2 separate regions of the Mus musculus genome follow, and region 2 is linked to region 1. A link is a contact called in public HiCAR-type data. All regions are on one chromosome and are shown on one strand. Each heading gives the region's core, a stretch centred on a gene start, on an enhancer-like site or on the middle of the called end of the contact. The rest is flanking DNA. Distances are from core to core; before and after follow the strand shown. Region 1 has its middle 120 kb from the start of Gnat3. Region 2 has its middle 180 kb from the start of Gm23822.

What was found. HiCAR-type assays count read pairs that join an accessible place to other places.
Region 2: a HiCAR-type map of embryonic stem cells shows a contact between it and region 1, with 4 times the contacts expected there. The contact joins two enhancer-like sites. A contact is called at or near these places in 1 of 484 Hi-C or Micro-C datasets (embryonic stem cells) and 2 of 115 datasets of contacts at active chromatin or transcription factors (both in embryonic stem cells).

Annotation. Positions count from the first base shown.
Region 1 is chr5:18,080,895-18,087,127 of GRCm38.p6, forward strand. No RefSeq gene overlaps it. Among named protein-coding and RNA genes, the nearest start is that of Gnat3, 120 kb to the left of the region's middle. Within about 2 kb of position 1,612, at least 13 of the 459 cell types and tissues checked have an H3K27ac peak or open chromatin away from gene starts, as enhancers often do. A contact at or near this core is called in embryonic stem cells, where this site is marked.
Region 2 is chr5:18,685,007-18,691,565 of GRCm38.p6, forward strand. No RefSeq gene overlaps it. Among named protein-coding and RNA genes, the nearest start is that of Gm23822, 180 kb to the right of the region's middle. Within about 2 kb of position 3,690, at least 10 of the 459 cell types and tissues checked have an H3K27ac peak or open chromatin away from gene starts, as enhancers often do. A contact at or near this core is called in embryonic stem cells, where this site is marked.

The DNA.
Region 1 (6,233 bases), core at 362-2,861:
CTGTTTCAGCTTAAAAACAATTCACAGATACCCAGAGGCTAGGGCCCAAAACACTTCCTTAGGCAGGGTTTGCAAGACAAAAGAAATGCCACACAAGTCTCTGCTGAGGCTGCTCTGAGCTTTGCATTAACTCATAGGTAAATGTTTACTTTAATCTCCACAGCAGCAGCCTCCACCTGCTTGATTTTTTTTTTCTTAATTACAAATATGGGTGAGTTAAAAATCCTGAGCCTGTGATCAAACTGCAAACTGCAGCCAATGGAACACTGGTAGTTTAACCATAATTTTTAAGTTTCTTTTGCAATATTACAGCATAACCATAATTTTGGAAAGCAAAACCCAATTTTAAGCAACACATTCTCTTTAAAACCAATACTGAGAGCATTATTTTCATGTTTCAAAGTTTGGCTGCCAGTTCTTATATATGACTGCATGACAATGTAACTTTTAATACCACATTAAAGAGACATTGCCTTAAATTCTAGTCTGGTTTCTAGGATAAGAATTACATAAAATATTATCCCAATTTAGAAGTATCTTTAGAGACCTGTTTTCCTGGGTTGGCTCATGCCATGTGTTGTTTAAAATGACTCCAACCCTGAGTTACCAGTTTTATGGTAACTTTCTTGTTACCAATGTTACCAATTTTTAATCATACCCAAAAACTTATGAGCCAAGACATGCAGAACAAATTTATACTTTTAAAACCAGTCAGAAACAAAAATGAAGTGGCTACACAAATCTTATATCTTTAGACTAAACAAATTTTTCCTGCTTTTTCTAGGTGAAATTTCAAGAGATCAATCATCTTGACATTTCCTGAACCCAATAATCACAATTGTAGAGAATTTTCTAGAAGAAAACAGCCATCAGCTTACTTACCATAGAACTTGAGAAGCTGCTGGCTCCTTTAAGAGCAGCTTTTCTCCAGCTGTGCTTGACTCCCAGCTACAGTGCAAGGTAACTTACTGGTTTCTGCTGTGCAAACTGAGACTGCCTTCTAAACTAAATCAGAGCTTGATAGCCAGCAGATAAAGTTTTAACCATTTTATCTTTTGAACACGAAACATAGAACAACAGCTATTCAGACAATGAAACAAAAAAATGACACACATGGGCAGATTGGTGCACCAAGTTCAGACAATAGACAAAGAGGGAAGAGAACTTGATGTAATCAGAACTAAGTCCAGTAGGAGCCTGAGAAGTAGCAGAATGGACCTGATTTCCTTCTGTCTCTAGGGGAGCTCTGAAATACACTTTCCTTTGAAAAGGTCAGCTCAGGAACTTTGGGAAGGTCATGGAACCCTTGCCCTTCCAGAAGGGAGAGGATAATTTACATTCCTCAGATCGCAGGGCGGGAACCAACCTGCGGATGGGGACACATTCCACAGAACAGACTGTTGTCCACCTTCAGACAAGGGAAGACATTCTCTGAAGACCAACCAGTTTAAAGGGTGCACTGTGGCACCAATCGTATTGTGCCTAGTTGCTGATACTCTATTCTGCCCCTGGAAACCACATAAAAGCTTGCCCAATGGGTGCTTGTTACCTCCATCCAGCCTAGCAAGGCTGGCTGAGACCATCCACCACTTAGGCGGAGCCACCTGCTGTGCTGCTTCTCAACACTCTCCTTTGATGTGCTACTACCTGCTACCTGCCTGAGGCTGAACCGGTTCTCCGAGATCTGGAGTTAGCTACGAACTGTGATTTTTGCGGGTTCCTACTAAAAGGCTGATCTGACAACTTCAAAGGAACTTTGCGTGACTGGGAATGGGCCTCCCCTCTTCTTTATAAAGCGTGTTTGCCGACATTAAAGTTGAGTCTTGATCAGAATACTGTCTTGACTCCATTACTCTCTTTACCCGCCTAGATTCCCTCTTTTCTTTCAGTTCTAAGATGCATCTCAGGCTCAAACCCAGACATGAGAGCCACAGGCTGGCCCCAACAGGTGCTGCCTCTCCTTTGGGTCTGGGGTGACCCCAGGGCACTGGAACAGTAAATTCCTCTTGCGTTTTGCTTCGATCCAGGATCCAAATGGTTCACTCAGGGGGTCCCCAGTAAGCTAAGGCTCTCTGGATTCTTACACCTTCTCTTTTGCTAATGTGTCCTAGACAGGGGACAACTGATTTTCTGAAACCTATTCTTTCTGTCTTTTTCTCATATTTGTATATTTACCGTTCCTACTTCTGGAAACCGTGCACAGTATAAATATACTTGAGCTAAGAATTTACCTAACTATCCTCCACTTCACCCTACGCCGCTCACTGTACAGAGACACAGAGATATCCATATGTCTTTCACCATTGCGAAGACCAGTGCTTCTTGTTTCTGGGAGATGAAGCTGCCCTGTCTGCTGTGGATGCTGAAGTCCACCAATCTCCCATTCACAGCTGTAGAATTCATGCTCTGACTGCCACAATGGCTGGTAACAAGTCACAGATAAATACCAACCTCAGATATGCCTTTGTTCAAAGAGAACTTCTTGCCTCAACTGAGCAGAACTTTGAAGGGCCATCTCATCTTCCACATTCTGCAAGAGAAGGGCTGTTGGCTCTAGCACTAAGGACTTGCAGAATCTATTTCAGCTTGTCAAGACCTACTTTCATTTTCTCAGGCAAGTCCCTCCCAACAATACTGCCAATAAACTCTCAGTGTACAAAAAAAAAAAAAAAAAAAAAAAAAGAAAAAAAAAAGAATTTAGCTAACATCTCTTTGTTGTTGTTGCTTTCTGGTATTTTTATTTTATTTTATATTATTTTACTTTATTTCATTTTATTTTATTTTATTTTAAAACCTGCTCCCCTCACCTGATGCAGCTCTTGACTGCAGACAAATGCCTACATAGAATTCCCCCATTCCAACTCACTGTCATACCCCTAGGTGAACTCAATGTTGGGTCAATAACTCTTCAACCTAGCCCTGTATCCCATTGAATGCATCTCTTACCACCCTGCAGGATACCATTACCTCTTCGGTTTTCAGTAGAGCCCCACCAAAATCAGCATTCCTCAGTTGATCCCCCACCTCCACCCCTGTGTTCCAGCCCATCATTCAGGAGCCACCTGTAGCCATCCAGCTGCCATGGAGAACTGGGTATAACTGAAAGGGAGGCTGGGAATGAAGTAGGATGGGCAGGTGAGAGCAGAATGAAGCCAAGACAAAGGTTCTCTGGTCAAGGTTCAAAGTTTAATTTTCAGCTCTGCCTACATGTATATATAGGGTGAAAACCCAAAGACCCATCCTTTGTTTTGTCTGGGTTCTGTTTCTTTGTTTCAGCTGAATTCTGTTGCAAAACAAGCTCAGATGGTGGTCTGCTCCTCAACTCACCATAGAAAATGTAAATGTGGCAAGGCCATGCAAGGACTCCACCTAGGTTGTAAAACCATCAGATTTTTTTTTTTTTTTACCTTATTCAAGGCTGGAGGAAGAGCACAACTAGGTTAACATATATAAGGTCTTCAAATACTGTGTGGTTCACACTTACCTAAATAAAGTTTAAGCTCAAATACCACACCATTTTTCAGACACAAAGACACTTGCTCTGATAAAATGAAAACCTCGATTAATTTTATAACAGCAACATGTCTTGAAGAAGGTATATGTAAGACATATTCTTCTTATATCATGCATCTACTATTTGATCATATTTTAAAGTATTGAGTTTAATCCAGGTAAGTAAAATATTTAGATATTGAATTCTCCAATAATTTCTTTTTGTAACTGTTTTTCCATGGGCAGATTATAAAGATAGAGTGGCAGGCTAGAGAAATGGCTCAATGATTAAAATCCCTGGCTGATCTTCTAGAGGACTTGGATTTTATTCCCAGCACACACATGGCTCACAATCATTTTAAAATCCAGTTCCAGAGAATTTAATATTCTCTTTTGCCCTAAAAGTATGCAAGTTGTACACAGTCATACATTCAGGCAAAACCAAACCAAATCAAACCATAACAAAAAAACCTCAGATAAACAATACATAAACCCATGAAAAACAAAAATCAGTATTTAAAAAAAAACTAATTTTTAAAACTTTAAAGAACATAAGTGAGACACTAGACATATGTCATATTAATCACACTGTTGGAATCTATTATCTAAATATTAGTCTATATCAGATATACATCACTATCATCTCTCAGCTATGTATCTATTGGTGAGTAATATGTCTGTTATTCTCAGTATTCTGAGCAGCTTTCTTCATTCTTAATTATCCAAAAGAATTTGCTATTCTTTGTGATGCACCTTACTTCCTTATGTAACTGCCATACTGTTTTGTTTTATAGTAAACTATGTCTTTCATTGTCTCTTATTAGATGACCTCTTTAAAGGCAATGTTCTTATAGAAAATTTCCACCTGTCTCCAAGTTTCCAATAACTTAATATCACTGTTGTTTTTACAAAGGTCATGTTAGTATATATGACACTTTACACAATCCCCAGTTTAGCTTTGTCAAGGAACCCACAGACATTCTCTGAGTATTTGATGAAAGATTATAATGATAATTTCCTCTGTCCTTCTTATTTCATGTTCAGGCAAGGCTTTGCTACAAAGAAAATGTTGGAGATATAATTGTTTTCTTTTATTCTGATGTATTTCATGGACCTAGTTCTCAAAAATATATTCAGGAAAGAACATAAAATGATGATTGGCAATCTTGCAAGAATGATATTTTTAAAAATTCCTTCTTGGCGCAGAGGAAATTGTGATCACAACCTGTCACCATCCTCAACATCATCTTTATGGTTGTGAACAAAATATATTTGGTGCGGAATAATTTTAGAAGAAAAAATGCTCACCCTGGTTTCTCAGCTGAGAATGGAAGCATTCCTTTTCTATCACCAATGTATCAAGGCTATCCACAGAAACTTTTTACATTCAGTGCATATGCTAGCCATGTTTTTTTATTTGTAAGGTTACCACAGTGATAGCTGCATGCAGTACAAAAAAATTGAAATTCAAACTCAAGGAAAGCCTAGAATACATTAAAAGAAAACAAACCTGTGTATTTATAACTTCAGTGAACATTTAGTCATATTTTAATAAGTCCTTGTCTTTTTTTTTTTAAAGGGGGAATCATGCAAACAGTGTAAGAAAATGCTTTAGAAAGGCCAAGGGAGACACGGAATATCTTCCTTCTTTGTATTTTTATGGGGATGTTTTTAATAACTAATATCAGACTCTTAGTGCTTTCAGTATAAGAGAAACCTTGGGTCCCTCTCCTGAAGGTGAGATAACATCACAGACTAGAAGGGGCATTTATCAAAATCAGAAGCTATCTGGATAAGGTCTCGTGTTGACCATCCCTAGAGTTATTTTGTCAAAGACAGAAGCGATCTGGAGAAGGTTGACCTTAAAGCTATTTCGCTGCTCCCTGTACTTCAAGCTCCCTTATAAGTGGAGACTTTGAGGAGGATTTTTTTTCTTGTCTCAAACAATGTTATCTTCCTCTACTCACTATTGTTTCCTCTATATATGGAGCACCAGAATCAATGAAAGAATACAAAGTTAACTCATGAATACTGACAAAATGTATATCTTCAGCTGTTAAACTTTTAGAACCTTTAGTGATAAAAATGTGAATGAATAGCCAGAGGTTACAGGGGAAGGAGAGCAGGTGAAGTCACTATCCCACTGTAGATGAGTCTTCTAAGATACTAACCACTGCATGACATCAGTTCATCCAAGAAAACCATCCTGAAGTGTTATTTAATTTGTTAAATCTTCTGTGATAGAAAAAATAACTCACATACTCCAAAAGAAACAATAACAAAAACAAAAGCTTCAGCCAGTATTGAAAAATATTTATATTCATCCTGAGTCTTTCTTTCTTCTTGCATAAGCAGCAGAGTTTCCGCAATGAAACAAGCCAGGCGAGTGAGCACATGGCTGAGAAGTTCACCCCTGCAGTTGTGAAAAGCCCTCTTGGGAGCCACTGGGGTGTTCTGGGAACCAGTGACAGCAAAATGCTTCAATAACAATATGGTCAGGACCTAGAAATTGAGTTGAGGAGAAGGGCCAAGTTCTATTTACGTATGCCTGTAAGCTTTAGTCTCTCATGTTCCTACTACACTTACACCTGCTATGTTTCCGTACTTTTCCTAATATGCAAGGTGAACAATAAACCATGGATTGCAAACTGAAGGAATAAAGGCTGAAATCATTGAATAAATGTGGCTTTGCTTCCCTTCCCCAGCCCTCCTTCTCTCTCTCTCTTCTCTTTCTCCCTGTC
Region 2 (6,559 bases), core at 2,440-4,939, 610 kb after region 1:
AGAGGGTTTCTCTGTGTATCCTGGCTGTCCTGGAACTCACTCTGTAGAGGAGGTGGTCTTGAACTCAGAAATCTGCCTGCCTCTGCCTCCCAAGTGCTGGAATTAAAGGCATGCGCCCAGCTAATACTCTTTCTTTGTTTAGTGCATTTGGTGTTTTGATTATTATGTGACAAGAGGAATTTCCTTTATGGTCCAGACTATTCAAATTTCTGTAGGTTTCTTGTATGTTCATGGGCATCTCTTTAAGTTAAGGAAGTTTTCTTCTATAATTTTGTTGAAGGTATTTACTGGCCCTAGTCTTCACTCTCTTCTATACCTGTTATCCTTAGGTTTGGTCTTCTCATTGTGTCCTGGATTTCCTAGATGTTTTGAGTTAGGAGCTCTTTGCATTTTTTTTTTTTTGACTGTTGTGTCACTGTTTTCTTTTCTTTTCTTTCTTTTTTTTTTAATATTCTTATTAGGTATTTTCCTCATTTACATTCCCAATGCTATCCCAAAAGTCCCCCATACCCTCCCCCCCCACTCCCCTACCCACCCACTCCCACTTTTTGGCCCTGGCATTCCCCTGTACTGGGCATATAAAGTTTGCAAGTCCAATGGGCCTCTCTTTCCAGTGATGGCCGACTAGGCCATCTTTTGATACATATGCAGCTAGAGTCAAGAGCTCTGGGGTACTGGGTAGTTCATATTGTTGTTCCACCTATAGGGTTGCAGATCCCTTTAGCTCCTTGGGTACTTTCTCTAGCTCCTCCATTGGGGGCCCTGTGATCCATCCAATAGCTGACTGTGAGCATCCACTTCTGTGTTTGCTAGGCCCTGGCATAGTCTCACAAGAGACAGCTATATCAGGGTTCTTTCAGCAAAATCTTGCTAGTGTGTGCAATGGTGTCAGCGTTTGGAAGCTGATTATGGGATGGATCCCTGGACATGGCAGTCTCTAGATGGTCCATCGTTTCGTCACAACTCCAAACTTTGTCTCTGTAACTCCTTCCATGGGTATTTTGTTCCCAATTCTAAGAAGGGGCAAAGTGTCCACACTTTGGTCTTCATTCTTCTTGAGTTTCATGCATTTAGCAAATTGTATCTTATATCTTGGGTATCCTAAGTTTCTGGGCTAATATTGTACATATTGTGTGAGTTCCTTTGTGATTGGGTTACCTCACTCAGGATGATGCCCTCCAAGTCCATCCATTTGCCTAGGAATTTCATAAATTCATTCTTTTTAATAGCTGAGTAGTACTCCATTGTGTAAATGTACCACATTTTCTATATCCATTCCTCTGTTGAGGGGCATCTGGTTTCTTTCCAGCTTCTGGCTCTTATAAATAAGGCTGCTATGAACATAGTGGAGCATGTGTCCTTCTTACCGGTTGGGACATCTTCTGGCTATATGCCCAGGAGAGGTATTGCAGGATCCTCCAGTAGTACTATGTCCAGTTTTCTGAGGAAACGCCAGACTGATTTCCAGAGTGGTTGTACAAGCTTGCAATCCCACCAACAATGGAGGAGTGTTCCTCTTTCTCCACATCCTTGCCAGCATCTGCTGTCACCTGAATGTTTGATCTTAGCCATTCTGACTGGTGTGAGATGGAATCTCAGGGTTGTTCTGATTTGCATTTTCCTGATGATTAAGGATGTTGAACATTTTTTCAGGTGCTTCTCTGCCATTCGGTATTCCTCAGGTGATAATTCTTTGTTTAGCTCTGAGCCCCATTTTTAATGGGGTTATTTGATTTTCTGGAGTCCACCTTCTTGAGTTCTTTATTTTCTGCACCTGAGATTCTCTCTTCTCTCTCTTGTAAACTGTTGGTGATGCTTGCATCTATGACTCCTGGTCTCTTTTCTAGGTCTTGTAACTCCAGGGTTTTCTCCCTTTGTGATTTCTTTATTGTGTCTATTTCCATTTTTAGATCTTCAATGGTTTGGTTATTTCCCTTGCCTTTTTTATTATTTTTCCCTGTAATTCTTTAAGGAATTTTTGTGTTTCCTCTTTAAGTGCTTCTACCTGTTTACCTGTGTTCTGTATTTTTTTAAGGGAGTTATTTATGTCCTTCTTAAAGTCTTCCTTCTATCATCATTATGAGAAGTGATTTTAGAACTGAATCTTGCTTTTCTAGTGTGATGGTGTATCCAAGACTTGCTATGCTAGGAGTATTGGGTTCTGATGATATCAAGTAACCTTGGTTTCTGGTGCTTATGTTCTTATGCTTGTCTCCTGCCATCTGATTATCTCTAGTGCTACCTGCCCTGGCTATATCTGACTGGAGCTCGTCCTTCCTGTGATCCTGGTTGTGTCAGAACTCCTTATAGTCCAGCTGTCTCTGTGTTCCTGTGATTCCAGGATCCTGTGATCCTGAGATCCTGGGTGTGTCAGAGTTCCTGGGAGTTAAGCTGCCTCTGGGACCCTGAGATCCTGGTGTGACCAAGCTCCTGGGATGCTGTGATTCTGGGATCCTGGGCAAGCTCCTGGGAGTGGAGATTCCTCTTGGTGTCTTGGGAATGGCTAGGAGTTTGCTCCCAAGGTAAACCTTTGAAGACTGGAAGGAACTTGAGCCACTGGTCAGGTGGGGTTCCTCTGTCCTGGAATCCTACTGGTTCCATTTACTTCCTGTGGTGTTGGAACAGATGTTGTGTCCTCCTCGCCTCAATCCTATGATCCTGGGTGAGTCAGAACACTTGTGCGTGGAGCTTCCTCTGGGTGTTTTTGGACACTGTTTCCCCACGCTTATTTTAAAATCTATAATTCCTCTTAGGTAGCAGACTTAGAAGCAACTATTTTATAAATATGTTATTTTCTTGATAATTTAAAATTCTTCAACACTATTATAATTTTTATAGTTAAAATGCATAAATATTTTTCTAGGCTTCAGAAACATGGAATATAGAGAGTTGTATAAAGAAAGGTATTTTCATTTTCTGTGGTTCTGAAAAGTAACCTATATTGAATGAGTCCACAGAACACAGTTATAAATGATTGATAAACTCCCAGGGAAAAATTGTGTGCTTAAAGCTACTTCTGTGTAACTTAATGAACGATAAAGACAAGAGCAATTAAAGAAAGACACAGTTCTCTGGAGGGAAAGAAGCAATAGGACAGCAGAAGATCATGGAGAAGAAAAAGGACTATAAAGTAAAATAGCAAGAATGAAAAGAAACTTCATTTACAAGGTAGATAGCCCTGGTTGGAAAAAAAAAAAAAACTATGACTTTTCATATATGGTAAATAAAGCTAAGATACTTGGTGTGCCTGTGACTCTTCTTTTCTGACAGGCCAGCTTCGAAGGCAAAAATCCACATTGGCACCCCCATATTGTTTCATTGCTATAACTAGGCACCATTATGTTTCAGTGCTTTTATTAATTCTTTGGGAATTCATTCATTGTATTAAAAACATCACTAATCCCACTATTATTTTTTTTACCTTCTCCACTTCTCTTTCCACTCAGTGTTGAGATTTCTAATTATGTTAAGATTTTTTTTCTTCCTTCCCAGTTGAGTCTTCTCAGTCCTAAAAGGGACATAGAAACATACTCCAAGGCCCAGGGATGTAACCTCCCCCAGCCTGAAGCAGGCTGAGCTAGAACTTGACCTTGCTGCCACTCTGGAGATTACCTAGGGTGGAGCCTTCCTCCTTAGATCACTCTATTGTTCAGCCAGTGCAGCTGTTCCCTTTCAAGACACTGCTACCTGCTGGGAGGCCATTGAGCTATTCGGAGACTACACCCTATCTGCACCTCAGTCACCTGCAGCTAGCTGGTTCCAGGCTCCAAGAATGAATTGGCAGGAATGGGCCTCCCCTCGCCCCCTTTATGAGCACACTTGCCATTAAGCATTTGAGCTTTGATCAGGAATCTTGACTTAGCTCCATTTTTCTCTCAACCACCTAGTTCCCCTCTTTTCAGCCCCAGCTTGCCTCCCAGGTGAAACCCAGATCATGGGAGCTGTGGGTTGGCTTCCAACACAAGGATTTTCACGTAAGAGTGTAGTGGGGACATTGTAAAAGCCAGACATAGCTAGTAACATCAAGTTTTGCTTTCCAGACACAGCATAGAAGGTGTACCTATGAATTCACAGTGATTGTGGTAGCATGTTCAAACCAGACAAAAACCTCAGCCTTGAGGGAGAATCAAATCCCTCCCCTAGCTGAGGCTTATGAATTGGCTCTAACCCCACCAAGTGACTAAAAACTCTGGTGTTTACCTCTAGGAAGCATTTGTTCTCCAAATTTGAAACAATGCTGGGCTTCATAAAATTCAGTCTCAAAAAATAAAACCAAAAATAAAAAGACACAAATTGAAAACAACTGAATATTAAGACTAAAATGGACAGATTATCTGTCAAAAATAGCAATGCTAAGAGGGAGGAGGAACAGGGATATGCTTCAGAGTGTATCCTGCCTGCATGGAAGCAGTAAACTGACTTGATCTTGGCCTTGGAAGTACTTACAACTTTTTTATCCTGGACAATAAATAAGGCTGGCACTGGCTCTGAACTGAGAGGCTATCTTTCTCCAGATACTCTCATTTATACCAATAACTTTTGAAAGACAATCTCAAGCACAGGTCATTAGTGAGTCCATTTACAGGGCATTGGTATCCCTTAGAAAATTGTCTTCCCGAAGAAACAACACAAAGGGTCTTGAAATGAGTATGACTAGTTAAAGAAAGTATGATTAGCTAGGTTAATAAAAATATGTCTAGTGTTCTCACTTTCATCCAAACTTTAAAGTGTAAAGTGATATTTGTATATATGTGTTTATGTATTTTATTAAGATAAATATCATGCCTTTCTTTGTTTGCCACCTAGGATAGTTCAAAGTGTATAAACTAATTGTTGGGAAATCCACAGAAAGACTATTCTTTCTGAAGGTAATTGAAACCCAATGACATTAAGGTAGATTAAAATAATCTAGAATATGGCAGTTGTTCAGTTTGCAGGCCCACATCTTTTTCTTTAATAAGAGTCATATAGAACTGAAGGCAAGGAAAGAACTTTGGCCTGGACAGAGCACAGAGGATCTTTCCTTTATCGTGAATTTTGATCACAGTGCACTGTGGCTGTTTACTCTCTCCACTTCTAGTAATGTGGCTTATTTCTTTCATGTTAAGAAAACATTATCTTCTATCTACCTGTAAGTGTCAAACTAGTTATATAGACTGAAAAAATATCTCTGATAGAAGCCTTCAGATAATCAGTTCAGGCAAATGTTAAAGCAACTTATTTTTCTGCCGATCGGTACCTGAGATTTCTTTCAGTCTCCAAGAAGCTTGTTCACATCTCAGACACTGATTGTACACAAAGTGACTTCAATTAGAATTTCCTTCTTAAGTGGTTTACAGTTTTCTTATTAAGTAGTTACAAAACGTTTTCCTTATTTAGTTGTTTACCTGTCCAGTCTTTCCTTTTGAAACACTTAGTTTTCCCAGGCATTATCCACTCTGAAAAGGACAAGTTCTCCTGTAGGAAACTGCAGAATAAGTTATGCACACACAGCTTAAAACATATTTGGACTTTGATAGCTCTACAAATTGCTTTGCATAATGAGCAGAAAATTAACTCAATGGAGCCCTTAATTTTCCATTCTTCTTCTTAAGTCCACATAGTCAACAGTGCTCAGTGGATTCTAACAGATGGGGTAGAGGTGCTGCAGCATCGATAAGGGACCACGGAGGAGAAAGGCTAGAGTCCTGGAGGTGACTGCTACAGGTGAATAACTTTTGATTCCAGATCTTTATTATATTTTAATTAAGTGTAATGTATTCATCATGTTTTCATTTCAGATCAGGATTTTGTGCAAAAGGGTACACCTTTATTTTGTAAGGAAGGCTCTGTTGTTTTAAGTGAGGTAAACATTGGAAAGCCTAGCTTATTAGCAGTTTAAAGGACATGTATTAGGGATCCTCATAAAATAGATTGTTTTTCACTGTGAGGACGATTTGGAAGCAGGCCATCTGCCACTCTTTTCATGGACACAGGTAATTTTAGTGTATAGCGTATTGGTTTATATGTGTGACCATCTTTTTGGCTACTTATTTTATTTTATTTTAAAGCTGAGAAAACATCTTTCAAGTTGAAATAAAAGTAAAGATATTATCACTGCATGTTATCATGTAATCTCCTTGTGGAGTACCAAAGACAAATATAATGTTCAGGAGTACATGACATCTAGGGAAGAAGAATTCCTCTAGTGTTAAGTATATACCTATTCTTTTATAATTAATTACTAGATAAAAATTGAAATAATCTTTAATTGACACATATACATTTTCTGTTTGGTTTATTTATTCTCTGTCTTTTTCTTAAGTTTGCATAGCCATAATATTGGAAATCTATATTTTAGAAATGTTGTTATACTTTTTCTTTTTTATTTTCTTTTTAAAATTATTGTCTCAGAACTGGAAGATAGACCTGACTTTAATCTTGAAAAATAAACAAAAAACCCAAAGCAATAGCAGAAATGGACATACTATATTTTGTTTGTTTAGAAGATCAACATATTACTTCATACAATATATTTATACTGCATCACAAGAACAGACTAATACTGATGAAAAGATCC